4 separate regions of the Mus musculus genome follow, and all the other regions are linked to region 1. The links are chromatin contacts, called in public HiChIP or PLAC-seq and promoter capture Hi-C maps. All regions are on one chromosome and are shown on one strand. Each heading gives the region's core, a stretch centred on a gene start, on an enhancer-like site or on the middle of the called end of the contact. The rest is flanking DNA. Distances are from core to core; before and after follow the strand shown. Region 1 holds the start of Kctd3 (potassium channel tetramerisation domain containing 3). Region 2 has its middle 11 kb from the start of Gm30088. Region 3 overlaps Cenpf (centromere protein F). Region 4 has its middle 8.5 kb from the start of Gm30088.

Region 1 (2,700 bases), core at 101-2,600:
ATGACCTGCTACTTAAGGAATGCACTAGAGGTGCAAGGTCTCCAACTGTTAAAACTTTGCTTTGGAGGTAAAAGGTGACAAAGCAGGAAGACCACCCCAAGTTCTCCAGCACTCAGAGAGCCCATTGTTTCACAACTGTTAATTTGTATTTTTAAATAACAAAAGTGTTACACGTTTAAAATCTTAAGACATTGAAAACTAGCCTTCCCAGGACAACAGAATAGCCTGCGCATTAGAACCCCCCTCTCCCTCTATTCTTACTATGCCTTAAACCCAAGCTTCCCTCAACTAGTAGGGGCAATATCCTTTTCTGAGAAGAGTCATGTGTAAGTCACGGCAAATACAAAAATGGGTTTTTGGTTTTGTTGCTTGTTTGGTTTGTTTGTTTGTTTTGCCAACAAACTTCCACTCCAACAAAATGGGAGTGGAAGGTCTAATAGAGACTAAAGACTCAACAGTCCAACCGGTTGCTCCTATGCAACAACTCAAGCCCTAGCACGGGAGACGACAACCAGCTGCAACGCTGACAGCTCGGTGTCAGCATGCCTCAACCCTCCAGAGGCCCCAAGTCACTTGGTCAGGCAGGCCCACCATGCCAACTGTGTTCCTGTGGCCTTACTTACACCATAGGAACCCGGGGGAATAAAGACTGAGTTTTAACAGTCTATACACTCGACCTGGAACCAGACTCTGAAGAGTGCATAGGGCTGCTTGGATCATGCAAAATTGTACCTACCTGTCTCCGGGTCCCCCACCTGGCCGTGCAGACGCCGCCCTACCCTGCAGTGGGTACCCGACCTGACCAGGTAGATGCCACCCTGCCCTGCGGAGGGTACCCGACCTGACCAGGTAGACGCCGCCCTGCCCTGCAGTGGGTACCCGACCTGACCAGGTAGATGCCACCCTGCCCTGCCGAGGGTACCCCACCTGGCCGTGCAGACGCCGCCCCGGCTGTAACACCTATCCCACCTAGGCTGGCACATGCCACTCCTACAGCAGCGGGCGTCCCACCCACTGTTCCCGCGCGGTCGCGGGCTCACCTGGTCCCCCCCACATTCAGCTGCACGATCTCCCCGCTGCTGGCCGCCGACGCGGCGAAGCTGCCGCAATGCCCGCCCGCCATGTCTGCGGCGGGAGCCGGAGCCAGGGCCGGAGCCGGAGCCGGAGCCAGGAGCGGCGGCTCGGCGGCCGGAGCACACTCGGAACGCCGAGCCTCCCGCAGCGGCCCGGCTCGCTCCAGCCTCCCCCACTACGTGTTCGTGGCCTCCGCCGCTCGTGGCTGGAGGCCGCCGGCCCAGCCCGGCCTCTCCTCAGAGCCCACTCGCCTCCATGGCGGCCGCCACAACCATCTGGAGGACGGGTCGCCGCGAGGGACAAAAAGCTGTAGCGCCGGCGCTTCACGCTTACGAAGAAGGAGTGGGCGGGGCTGGTGAGAGGGAGGAGCTCCTGGCGATGGGCGGGGCTGGACGAAGGGTCTTCTGCCACCGATGGCCTAGGAAAGATTTGCCCCTTGCCTCTTCACCAGCACAAGATTTAGGTAAAAAAGAAACTTTCGCAGTTATTCAGACTGATCTAAGTACACTCGATGAAAAGATATTGAACACCATACAGCGCATTACCTGCAAACTGCATAGTTTCCATGCCACCACTCCTCAGGGCAGGAGAAAGCAAAAACCCTGCTGGAGTGAGCGGTATCCAGCAACATGTTTCTAGATTGTACATACACGCACTTTTATTTTCTTTACTGATTGATTTTTGTTTCTCTCTCTCTCAGCATTATGCATTGGAGCACCAAACCTTAGCGATTTCGTGTGTGTGTGTGTGTGTGTGTGTGTGTGTGTGTGTGTGTGTGTGAGTGTGTCCTCCTGGGGATGGAATATGATGAGGCCTTGTGCTTGCTAGGCATCACTGACCTAAATGTCCAACCTCTAAATCATACTTTTAAAGAGTACTATGGCAATGGGATGTAGGTCAGCTAATGGAGACAGCACACTATATTTCAAAGATATCTAATTCAACAAGCTAAACTGTAAGCATTAAATGTCTAATAGTTTTCTCATAAAATTTAAAACTGATGAACTATAAGAGGATAGAAAACATCTTATCCTCATTAAACATTGCTTAATTTTGCTGCCAAATATGCCACTGAGATGATACACTTTCTCCAGAATTGATGATTTTTTTTTTTTTTTTTTTTTTTGAGACAGGGTTTCTCTGTATAGCCCTGGCTGTCCTGGAACTCACTTTGTAGACCAGGCTGGCCTCGAACTCAGAAATCTGCCTACCTCTGCCTCCGCCTGGCTCCAGAATTGATTTTTATAAAGGACAGCCACACCAGATGTGCTATCCTGTAACCTCAGCACTGTGGGGGTAGGGGGAACCAAGGAAAAAGAATAAGGAAGGGACTAGAGGCCTCCTCAACTACATAGAATTTGAGGTCAGCCTGAGATACAGAGACCCTGTCTCAAAAAGAGAAAGGGGAGGAAAAGAAGGTGGGAGGGAGGGAGGGAGGGAGAGAGGGAGAGTGTGAGGGTAAGAGAGGGAAGGAGGGGAGAGAGAGACAGAGACAGACAGAGAGATTATTTCTGGGGCTGGTGAGATGGCTCAGTGGGTAAGAGCACTGACTACTCTTACGAAGGTCCTGAGTTCAAATCCCAGTAATCACATGGTGGCTCACAACCACCCATAATGAGATCTGAC
Region 2 (2,700 bases), core at 55-2,554, 600 kb after region 1:
GAATGGCTGTTGTACTTTTACCTCCCTATTGTGTGCAGTAGTGCTCCATCTCCCTATTGTGTGCAGTAGTGCTCCATCTCCCTGTTGTGTGCAGTAGTGCTCCATCTCCCTATTGTGTGCAGTAGTGCTCCATCTCCCTGTTGTGTGCAGTAGTGCTCCATCTCCCTATTGTGTGCAGTAGTGTTCCATCTCCCTGTTGTGTGCAGTAGTGCTCCACCTCCCTGTGGTGTGCAGTAGTGTTCCTCCCTGAGGTGTGCAGTAGTGCTCCACCTCCCTGTTGTTTGCAATAGTGTTCCACCTCCCTGTTGTGTGCTGTAGTGCTCCACCTCCCTGTTGTGTGCAGTAGTGCTCCACCTCCCTGTGGTGTGCAGTAGTGCTCCACCTCCCTGTGGTGTGCAGTAGTGCTGCATATTTGAGCGCATTCAGAGGTCTGCGATGTATTTAATGATACACTAATAGGTTCGTGTAAGCACCTTCATAGACTAGCTACAATGGAAAGCTGCAGGATTTTTTAAAAACTGGTGCTGGCAATACTTAGACCAGCTCCTTCCAGAAACAGCAATGTTTCAGATGGGGGAGCACTTCCTCTTTGCCCCTCTCTAAGGTCTGCTAGGTTATGCACCTCCTCAGCTCCTGGCCAGTGAGTAGGTTCAATGCACAGAGCTGATGACAAGGGGTGGGGTGGGGAGGCACATGATGACTATTTCAAATCCTGTGCTGTGGGAAGAAAACTTCCCAGCGCCCTGTGGCCCATCCACCCCTCCGCTTTTGTTAGTCTCACTGTCCAGCATCAGCTATTGTCTGAGAAAATAGAGGAGGCAAGGATAGATCAAACTCCTTCTGATGGTAGTTTATAGTCCTGGGAACCTTTTTTTACAAACAAGGCTGAGAGGAGGCTTGAAGATTCAGAGCGAACACACTTGCTTCCCTCAGAGCAGACCGCGCGGCAACTGCAGGCATACTTGGGAAACTGATGCCAGGATTATCTTTCAGAAAAATTTTCCTGAACTTCCAAAGTAATGTTTGTTCTCTCAAACACAGTATTACAGGATTACCCAAAGCTAGTAATCTCACACCCAGCCACACATTCTTCTAAAACACCTTCCTGAAGAAACTAGATAGGATGTGGACTCTCAAGAGCATTGGGTTGCAAAGTTAACACTAAGACCCAAGTATTTGAAAGGCTGAAGGCACCTGGGGAAACCGGAAATGCAAATTACCCAAAGAGAACGCTCCGGGAAGGTGACACTTCTCTGTGGGGAGATCTGCAACTTGATACTATATTTCAACTTGATTCTGTTGTGGCCTAGAATGATCACCAGACCTGGGGGGAGGGGGGAGCAGTTCTCTCTCATTGCACCTGTGAAGGAAGCTGTGACCTCCGGGATTTCAGAGCTTTAGTTTCACGTTAGTCTTTTGTGGCTTACATCAAATGATTTCAGAATAATTTTGTTTTCTACAGCCTTAGTCTAAAAATAACGTCTAGTGTCTCACTGGTGTTTCTCATAACCTGACTGAGGAAAGCTGCTGTTCTGAAATGGAAACGTCAGCAATGGAAAAGTCCACCACAGAGTGGGAGAAAAGTCCCTGCTGGATAGTCACCCGACAATGGATTAGGGTCTAGAACATTCACAGCACTCTAAAAACAAAACATTAACAAAATAAGCAACCCACTTAAAACATGGCTATGGAACTGAGCAGAAAATTCTCAAAAAATGAAATGTTTTCTATTTTTCTTTGCAACCAAAGACATGTCAATAAAGTGGAATTTCTTAGAATTGTGTATACACTTTAAAGTTCTGTCTAGACACAGACAGCCACAGGCTGCTTGATGGCTTCCCTTCTGGCTTTGTGGTCTGCATCTTAAGATTTGTAAGGCTCTTATTTCAATCTTGCTTCAATCTGAACCTATTGATCCCAGCTCCCTTACTGCTTCTCAGTTATCTATGTTTCTGTTTCATTTTGTGTTTGGTTTTGTTAAACATCTGCTAAGCGAATGAAGAAACAAGCTGTGGAAAGTAGAAGAGGAATGGTACAGGCCACATACCTAATGAAGAACTGTGATCTAGCATATGTGTTTAAAAGAAATAAATCAATAAATAAAAATCCAAAGTCAGACGGAGCGAAGGAGTGAGAAGCTAAATCAAAGGTGTGCAGGTAAAGCCAGGAATGGCGGTGCATGTTCTTAACCCCAGCACTCAGGAGAAAGAGGTAGGCATGGTTCTGCTAAACCAGCCAGGTCTACAGGGCTCCAGGACAGTCAGAGCTACATGGTGAGACCCTGGTTTAAAATAAAGGGGGAAAAAGATGTGTAAATAATATGGATGATAGATAGGTAGGTAGATAGATAGATAGGTAGATAGATAGATGGATAGATGGATGGATGGATAGATAGATAGATAGATAGATAGATAGATAGATAGATAGATAGATGATAGGTAGATAGATATGGATGATAGATAGGCAGATAGATAGATAGATAGATAGATAGATAGATAGATAGATAGATAGATAGATAGATAGATATATAGATAGATAGATAGATAGATAGGCAGATAGATAGATAGATAGATAGATAGATAGATAGATAGATAGATAGATAGACAGACAGACAGACAGATAGATGAGAGAGAAAGAGATAGCTCAACCTCAATAGGTTCTAGGGAAATGCAAAGATATAATGGGATATATCACTACACA
Region 3 (2,700 bases), core at 81-2,580, 660 kb after region 1:
TCAGTCTGGTTACTACCAGCAGATGGGTACCCATGTAACAAAGCCAAATTCAAGAAGAGGGAGAATCTGGCTACTGGAAGTACTTGAAAACTTGCTGGCAGCTGCTGTGTTCATGTATATACATTCATTCCATCATTAAAATGAGACAGAGGCTGTTGATAGTATTACACTCTTGTCTCCTGTGTTCTGATCCTGTCTTGCTTACACTAGGAAATTGACTATGGAATTAAGATATCAATGAGAACTAAAGGACAGCTATAAAAGATCTTAAGACAGAGACATTAACCTGCATGCTAGTCAGTAATCAAGCTTGCAAGGAAAAATTCATGAAGGTGAAACAATGAAATTGATTAAAATTAGCATTAATAAACTAAAGAAATGTTATCACTTGTTTGTTCTGTAGACTAAGAATAATCACCCATCTAATGAGATCACAGATGTAAAAGAGAGAACACTTTATGTACTTTGACATGTGTAATGGGGCACTGTTATTAGTATTTCTTCCCCAAATCTAACAGTTACAAGATCATCAGAGTTGAATCATGTATTGATTTACTATTTTACAATCAAATCCAATCTGGGCCTTGAAAAGGAAGCTGGGAAGACTGTGCATGATGAATAGAATGCACCTCCACAGGGGGTGGGGGTGGGGCATTGGAGAGAGCAGGTACCACAAAGGAGGAGGGGTGGTTGTTATGTCTGCATGCCTGTCTTTCTGTGTCTTAGGCCCTAACTGCAGACATTTAAGAAAACAGCAAGCTCAATGAAAAGATTAGGGTGTCTTTCCCCATTCTGGCATTAGCTTTGTAAATAGTGGTTCCTAACGAAGGAATGTTCAGCCAATCCTGGGACCCAGCAGGCTTATAATGCTATGACTGCAACCAACCCAAGAATTTAAGAGGCCAGAATTTAGAAAATGAACATCTGAAAATGGATGCACAGGCTGCCATCCATCAGCAATTAGTTTTCCATGAGGCTACAGCCACTTAAGTCTTGATTGGGCAGCTCATTAGCAACAATGAGTTAAGCATACAAGGGTATATTATATTCTCCTAAGCATCTCTTCAGTTCTCACGTGATTTACAAAATTGGGCAGTACTCGGGAAAACAGCAATCTCTAGACCACAAGCCAGCACTTGAGCTTAGCAAGCAATCCCACCCAGAGCAACTTGGTTTAGGAGCAGCAAGGGAAGCATCACTTCCTCGGGCGAGACCAAACAGTGCGATCCAGCGATCGAGCGTGTGTTTCACGACCCCATCCATGAGAAGAGCTCAATATGTCCCCTGCTGGGAGAAGGCTCTCTATGTGGGAATGGAATGGATGCAAAGATGTGCCTTCTCCCTTCTACTCTGGCATTCTTGCCTGCCAGACCACATTCCTTAGAGGACCTAATACAATACAGATCCCCATGCCTAGAAAGTCCCCAAGCAAGCGTTTCCTCATCCTGCCTGTCAATGATGGCATTTTACTGCCAAACCCCAGTGCAATGGAAGCTGGCGCTCGAAGCCGGGTGAGCAGCTTATCTAATCCCCACATCACTTTGATACTAAATGTTAACTTTACCCTTGATTGGGCTATTAAATCACATTTCCAGCACTGATAATTTCTAATTGCGAGAAGTATATTAGTTTACTAAACACAGTCAAGGAAAATTTCAGTACAACTGTCACTTCATTTCAGCATCCAAAACCTAGAAGCATATTAAACTTGTTTGTGCTTACTTTATAATTAGATACAGAAATATGAAAATTCTCAAATACACTGTCTCCTGGCCATGACCCTTCTGGGCTGACACATAATTGCAAATAATTTTAATATCAAAGGTCACTGATATTTGTGAAACAAAACTAGCAAGCACATCCTGGACTTCCATGGTTTATTGGACATTTACATGCTGGGCACTGGGCCACATACTTTATATAAAAATGGACTTAATCATGAATAGCCTTGAAAGGAAGGGATGTTATTTGCATCTGTATGCAGACTAAGAAGGGATCACCCCAAGGTAACACAGTAGATGGTTGGCATCCAGATAGTTCTCACTAGAGTCACCAGCACTATAATCCCCACATCAGTACTACATCAGTACTCTCACTGACAAATCACTTCTCTGAACCCAACCACAGTTCAAAGTACAAGAGCCAGGGATGCCCTTTCAACTCTTACTGTGTCATCCCTAAAGAATACTCATGGGCAGACATAAACACGAATTAAGACGAATAGTAAATTTGTATCTTGGCCCTGTGCTGAGCACTTCTTACACATGACTATGTTCATTTGAATATGGTAGGTATGTAATGCAGAGCAGCCTGGAATTAGAGAAAGCACTATAACCCAGACCCTGTGGGGATAAAGTAAGCCTTCAGAAACACCTGCAAGACAATGTCCCTACTACTAAAATGTCCCAGCAAGTCATATCAAAGGTGTTTAGACTCTGAACCAGATGATAGTTCTACAAAATGTTTGAACGGGCAGCCAGTCAAGTCACAGGAGAGTTCCTGGCTAAAAGGGAAGCTCACAGAGGGAAGAGCTTCATGCCAGTCTGCCTGTGGAAATGTTAGCAGAAGCATCTGTTGGTTGGTCCCCACTGGCCAAAAGGCAAACATTTGTTTTGCTGCAATAAACATGCACTGGAAATGTTTGCAGATGAACTCATCACAGGATTTGACTGAATGTTTTCCACTCGGCGTGCAGGAGTT
Region 4 (2,700 bases), core at 46-2,545, 620 kb after region 1:
AGGGTCCAAGGAAGAGTGAGAATCCTTCAGGGAGGTGACAGCTTTGGAGTATAAACCATGTAATTAGGTTGGAGCGAATGTTCTAATGTTTTGTGAAATAAAATGTGTTGAAACACATTTGACCCTGGAGTCTACTCAAAAAAAAAAAAAAATTCCCTAAAGACAATTACATTGTTGTTGACCAATTACATAATTGAGTGTTTTTTAATTAACATTCAGCCATGGGCTGGTCAATACTTACTGAAGGTTTTGGTATGCTGGGGACTCTTTTGCAGGAAATATCAAATCTACAGAGAGCTTTGGGGTATGCCCCATGATAGTCCGGGTAATAAAACACGCGGTAAGACAATGAGAGCAACACGTGATGCACAAAAACTGAGTGATGTGGGCAGCGATGATTACTGTGTGGCCTGGAGTCCAAGCCCAGTGCGGTGGCACACACCAGTACTTAGAACTTCGAAGCAGGGAGATTGCCATGAACTTGAAGCCAGTTGTAGGCTACAGAGTGGGTTCCAAAGCAGCCGGGACCAGAGAGCGGCACATGCTCTCAAAATTACTTAAGAGCAGAAACCAAACCTAGAGCCATACATCCAATTAAGCATCGGTCCTGCACCAGAAAAAGACAGAGAAAAGGGAGACCGAGGAAGAATGGCTGGATTTGATGAGAGAGGAGACGAAGCATCCAAGATGGCGAGAGCCAGTGGCTACAGAAAGACACATTAGAATGGGGAAAGACCAAAGCCAACTGGAAACGGACACGGAGAGGGGCAGATGGAGTAGAGTGCAGAGGATGAAATGTTCAGTCCGTGGTAACTGAGGATGGCAAGGGATGAAACAAAGGCCGCAAGGCCACTTCCGGTTCAAGGTTGATGAAAGAACCTCTAGCCAACTGGAGGACGAGGGTGAGAGCTTGTCTCCTAGCAACCACTAGTAGACTGGTTTCCTGTCTCTCAAGTTTTCTCTGACAAACACTCATTAATGTATGATTTTTTAAAAATGTATAGTGGTATTGAAAAAAAAAAAAAAACAGCCTGTACAATGAAAGATTAAATTGGTATTTGAGACACAACTACGTTAGCATCACAGGCGACCCAGTCTCTAATTTGCCTAAAATGGAAGTGGGAGTGGATAATCCTGCACTCAAGAGAAGCTTGGTGTTTTGTTAGTTTGTTTTTCTTGGTGGAGAGTCAAAGCCATGCTCCGGATCAACAAGAAGTAAGTTAGCCTGGTCAGGAACCGATGAGTCATGGGTTCAGGCCAGGAGACGGGGAAAATGAAAGAGAGCCGGGTGGAAAGGAACAGAGAACCAGGGTCAGCCTGACAGCTGAGACGTCTCCCTGCTGATACAGGAGCCAGCTCCAGAGTTCGTACCCTTCACACCAAGAGACTAAACTTGAGTCTCTCGGAAAAGGGAAAATGGGGGTCACAGAAAAAGACCAGCTTCCTTTGTAATCGCCCTCCCTCTGCTTGGCTTTATTTCATGGGAGTGTTTGACCTCCCTGACATTTGGGGGGGGGGGGTGTCTCATGATCACATGTGCATTTAAACTCCATCAAGGAACCGTAAGCCTTTGTAGCAGTGAGGGTTATGTTTGTCTTGAGTCTCCCAGGCCCATCACCAACCTCAGTCAAGATTGATTATCATCAATTAACAACAAGTACTCTACAAGTCTCTGCTGTAAGCAGTAAAGACACATGGCAGCTCACAAGCAGCTGTAAATCCAGGGATCTGGTGCCCTCTTCTGGCCTCTGTGGGCACTGCACACATGTGGCACACAGACATATATTCAGGAAAAATTACTATACACAGAGAATAAAATAAATAAACCTTTAAGAACTCCCTGGCTTAATCATTTTAATTTTTATTTTTTGGATGGCCTAGGAACCTGTTGAAGTGGAAAAGATTTTGCTAGTTTTGTTTTTTGTTGTTTTGGGGGGAGAGGGGTGGGGAGGGGTGGGAGTTGTTCTGGCTTTGTTTTGAGGTAAGGTCTCTAATCCGGCCTGGTCAGCATGTGACTTGCTATGCAGACCAGGCTGGCCTTAACTTGTGGCCGTCCGTCTTCTTGCTTCTTGCTTCTGCCTCCTAAGCTACAGTCACAGGCATAATAAACTGCACGCCTACTTAAAGTGGGCAGTTTGATATGAAGCTAGAGAACAAAGATAATGCAAAGCGTGCATCCTTTTCAGACTTTAACACGGCAATAAGCAGAGCAGAGGATGATGGGAAGCCTGGCAAACAGCCATTCCCACAGGGCTCTGTGGTAAATACCTTTAATCCACGGCCAGGTCATGTAAGGTGGATTCCCGATAGCTCCACTACAGATGAAACTAATGCTTAAAGCTACGGTGAATCCTTGATCAGCATTTTCTTATTCTTTTTTTTTAAAGATTTATTTATTTACTTTATGTAAGTATACTGTAGCTGTCTTCAGACACCCCAGAAGAGGACATCAGACCTCATTACAGATGGTTTTGAGCCACCATGTGGTTGCTGGGATTTGAACTCAGGACCTTCAGAAGAGCAGTCAGCACTCTTAACCACTGAGCCGTCTCTCCAACCCCCCATTTTCTTATTCTTTTTATTCCCCTTTTAAAATTTTTTATTACCCCCCATTTTAAATTTTTTTATTACTATTATACTGACTTTAAAAACCCAGTAGTTTGGGCCTACATGATGGACAGAGACAAAGGGTTCTAGCCA

The links. Promoter capture Hi-C pulls out the DNA fragments that hold promoters and counts their contacts. HiChIP or PLAC-seq counts read pairs in DNA pulled down with a chosen protein or histone mark.
Region 2: an H3K27ac HiChIP or PLAC-seq map of T-cell acute lymphoblastic leukemia shows a contact between it and region 1, with 9 times the contacts expected there. The contact joins the enhancer-like site here to the promoter of Kctd3 in region 1. A contact is called at or near these places in 11 of 39 promoter capture datasets (3T3-L1-derived adipocytes, the C10 cell line, the HPC-7 cell line and 7 more), 1 of 15 datasets of contacts at CTCF or cohesin (the NIH/3T3 cell line), 22 of 115 datasets of contacts at active chromatin or transcription factors (the 230-238 cell line, the SCID.adh cell line, T-cell acute lymphoblastic leukemia and 16 more) and 1 of 9 other capture datasets (embryonic stem cells).
Region 3: a promoter capture Hi-C map of embryonic stem cells shows a contact between it and region 1, with 5 times the contacts expected there. The contact joins the enhancer-like site here to the promoter of Kctd3 in region 1. A contact is called at or near these places in 21 of 39 promoter capture datasets (the 3T3-L1 cell line, 3T3-L1-derived adipocytes, the C10 cell line and 14 more), 2 of 15 datasets of contacts at CTCF or cohesin (both in the NIH/3T3 cell line), 18 of 484 Hi-C or Micro-C datasets (B cells, the G1E-ER4 cell line, bone marrow-derived macrophages and 11 more), 32 of 115 datasets of contacts at active chromatin or transcription factors (the 230-238 cell line, the SCID.adh cell line, SST interneurons and 21 more) and 3 of 9 other capture datasets (adipose tissue, embryonic stem cells and liver).
Region 4: a promoter capture Hi-C map of the SN4741 cell line shows a contact between it and region 1, with 4 times the contacts expected there. The contact joins the enhancer-like site here to the promoter of Kctd3 in region 1. A contact is called at or near these places in 19 of 39 promoter capture datasets (the 3T3-L1 cell line, 3T3-L1-derived adipocytes, the C10 cell line and 14 more), 1 of 15 datasets of contacts at CTCF or cohesin (the NIH/3T3 cell line), 6 of 484 Hi-C or Micro-C datasets (B cells, CD4 T cells, CD8 T cells and 3 more), 27 of 115 datasets of contacts at active chromatin or transcription factors (the 230-238 cell line, the NIH/3T3 cell line, the SCID.adh cell line and 19 more) and 2 of 9 other capture datasets (adipose tissue and embryonic stem cells).

The regions. Positions count from the first base shown.
Region 1 is chr1:189,006,490-189,009,189 of GRCm38.p6, forward strand. It overlaps Kctd3 (potassium channel tetramerisation domain containing 3), which reads right to left and starts at 1,351. Exons shown (of 18, transcript NM_172650.2): 1 at 1,041-1,351. The coding sequence starts at 1,123.
Region 2 is chr1:189,607,592-189,610,291 of GRCm38.p6, forward strand. No RefSeq gene overlaps it. Among named protein-coding and RNA genes, the nearest start is that of Gm30088, 11 kb to the right of the region's middle. Within about 2 kb of position 1,305, at least 45 of the 459 cell types and tissues checked have an H3K27ac peak or open chromatin away from gene starts, as enhancers often do. A contact at or near this core is called in the 230-238 cell line, the SCID.adh cell line, T-cell acute lymphoblastic leukemia and 2 more, where this site is marked.
Region 3 is chr1:189,663,616-189,666,315 of GRCm38.p6, forward strand. The region is part of intron 10 of Cenpf (centromere protein F); the gene reads right to left. Among named protein-coding and RNA genes, the nearest start is that of Cenpf, 23 kb to the right of the region's middle. Within about 2 kb of position 1,331, at least 11 of the 459 cell types and tissues checked have an H3K27ac peak or open chromatin away from gene starts, as enhancers often do. A contact at or near this core is called in embryonic stem cells, where this site is marked.
Region 4 is chr1:189,626,871-189,629,570 of GRCm38.p6, forward strand. No RefSeq gene overlaps it. Among named protein-coding and RNA genes, the nearest start is that of Gm30088, 8.5 kb to the left of the region's middle. Within about 2 kb of position 1,296, at least 32 of the 459 cell types and tissues checked have an H3K27ac peak or open chromatin away from gene starts, as enhancers often do. A contact at or near this core is called in the SCID.adh cell line and the SN4741 cell line, where this site is marked.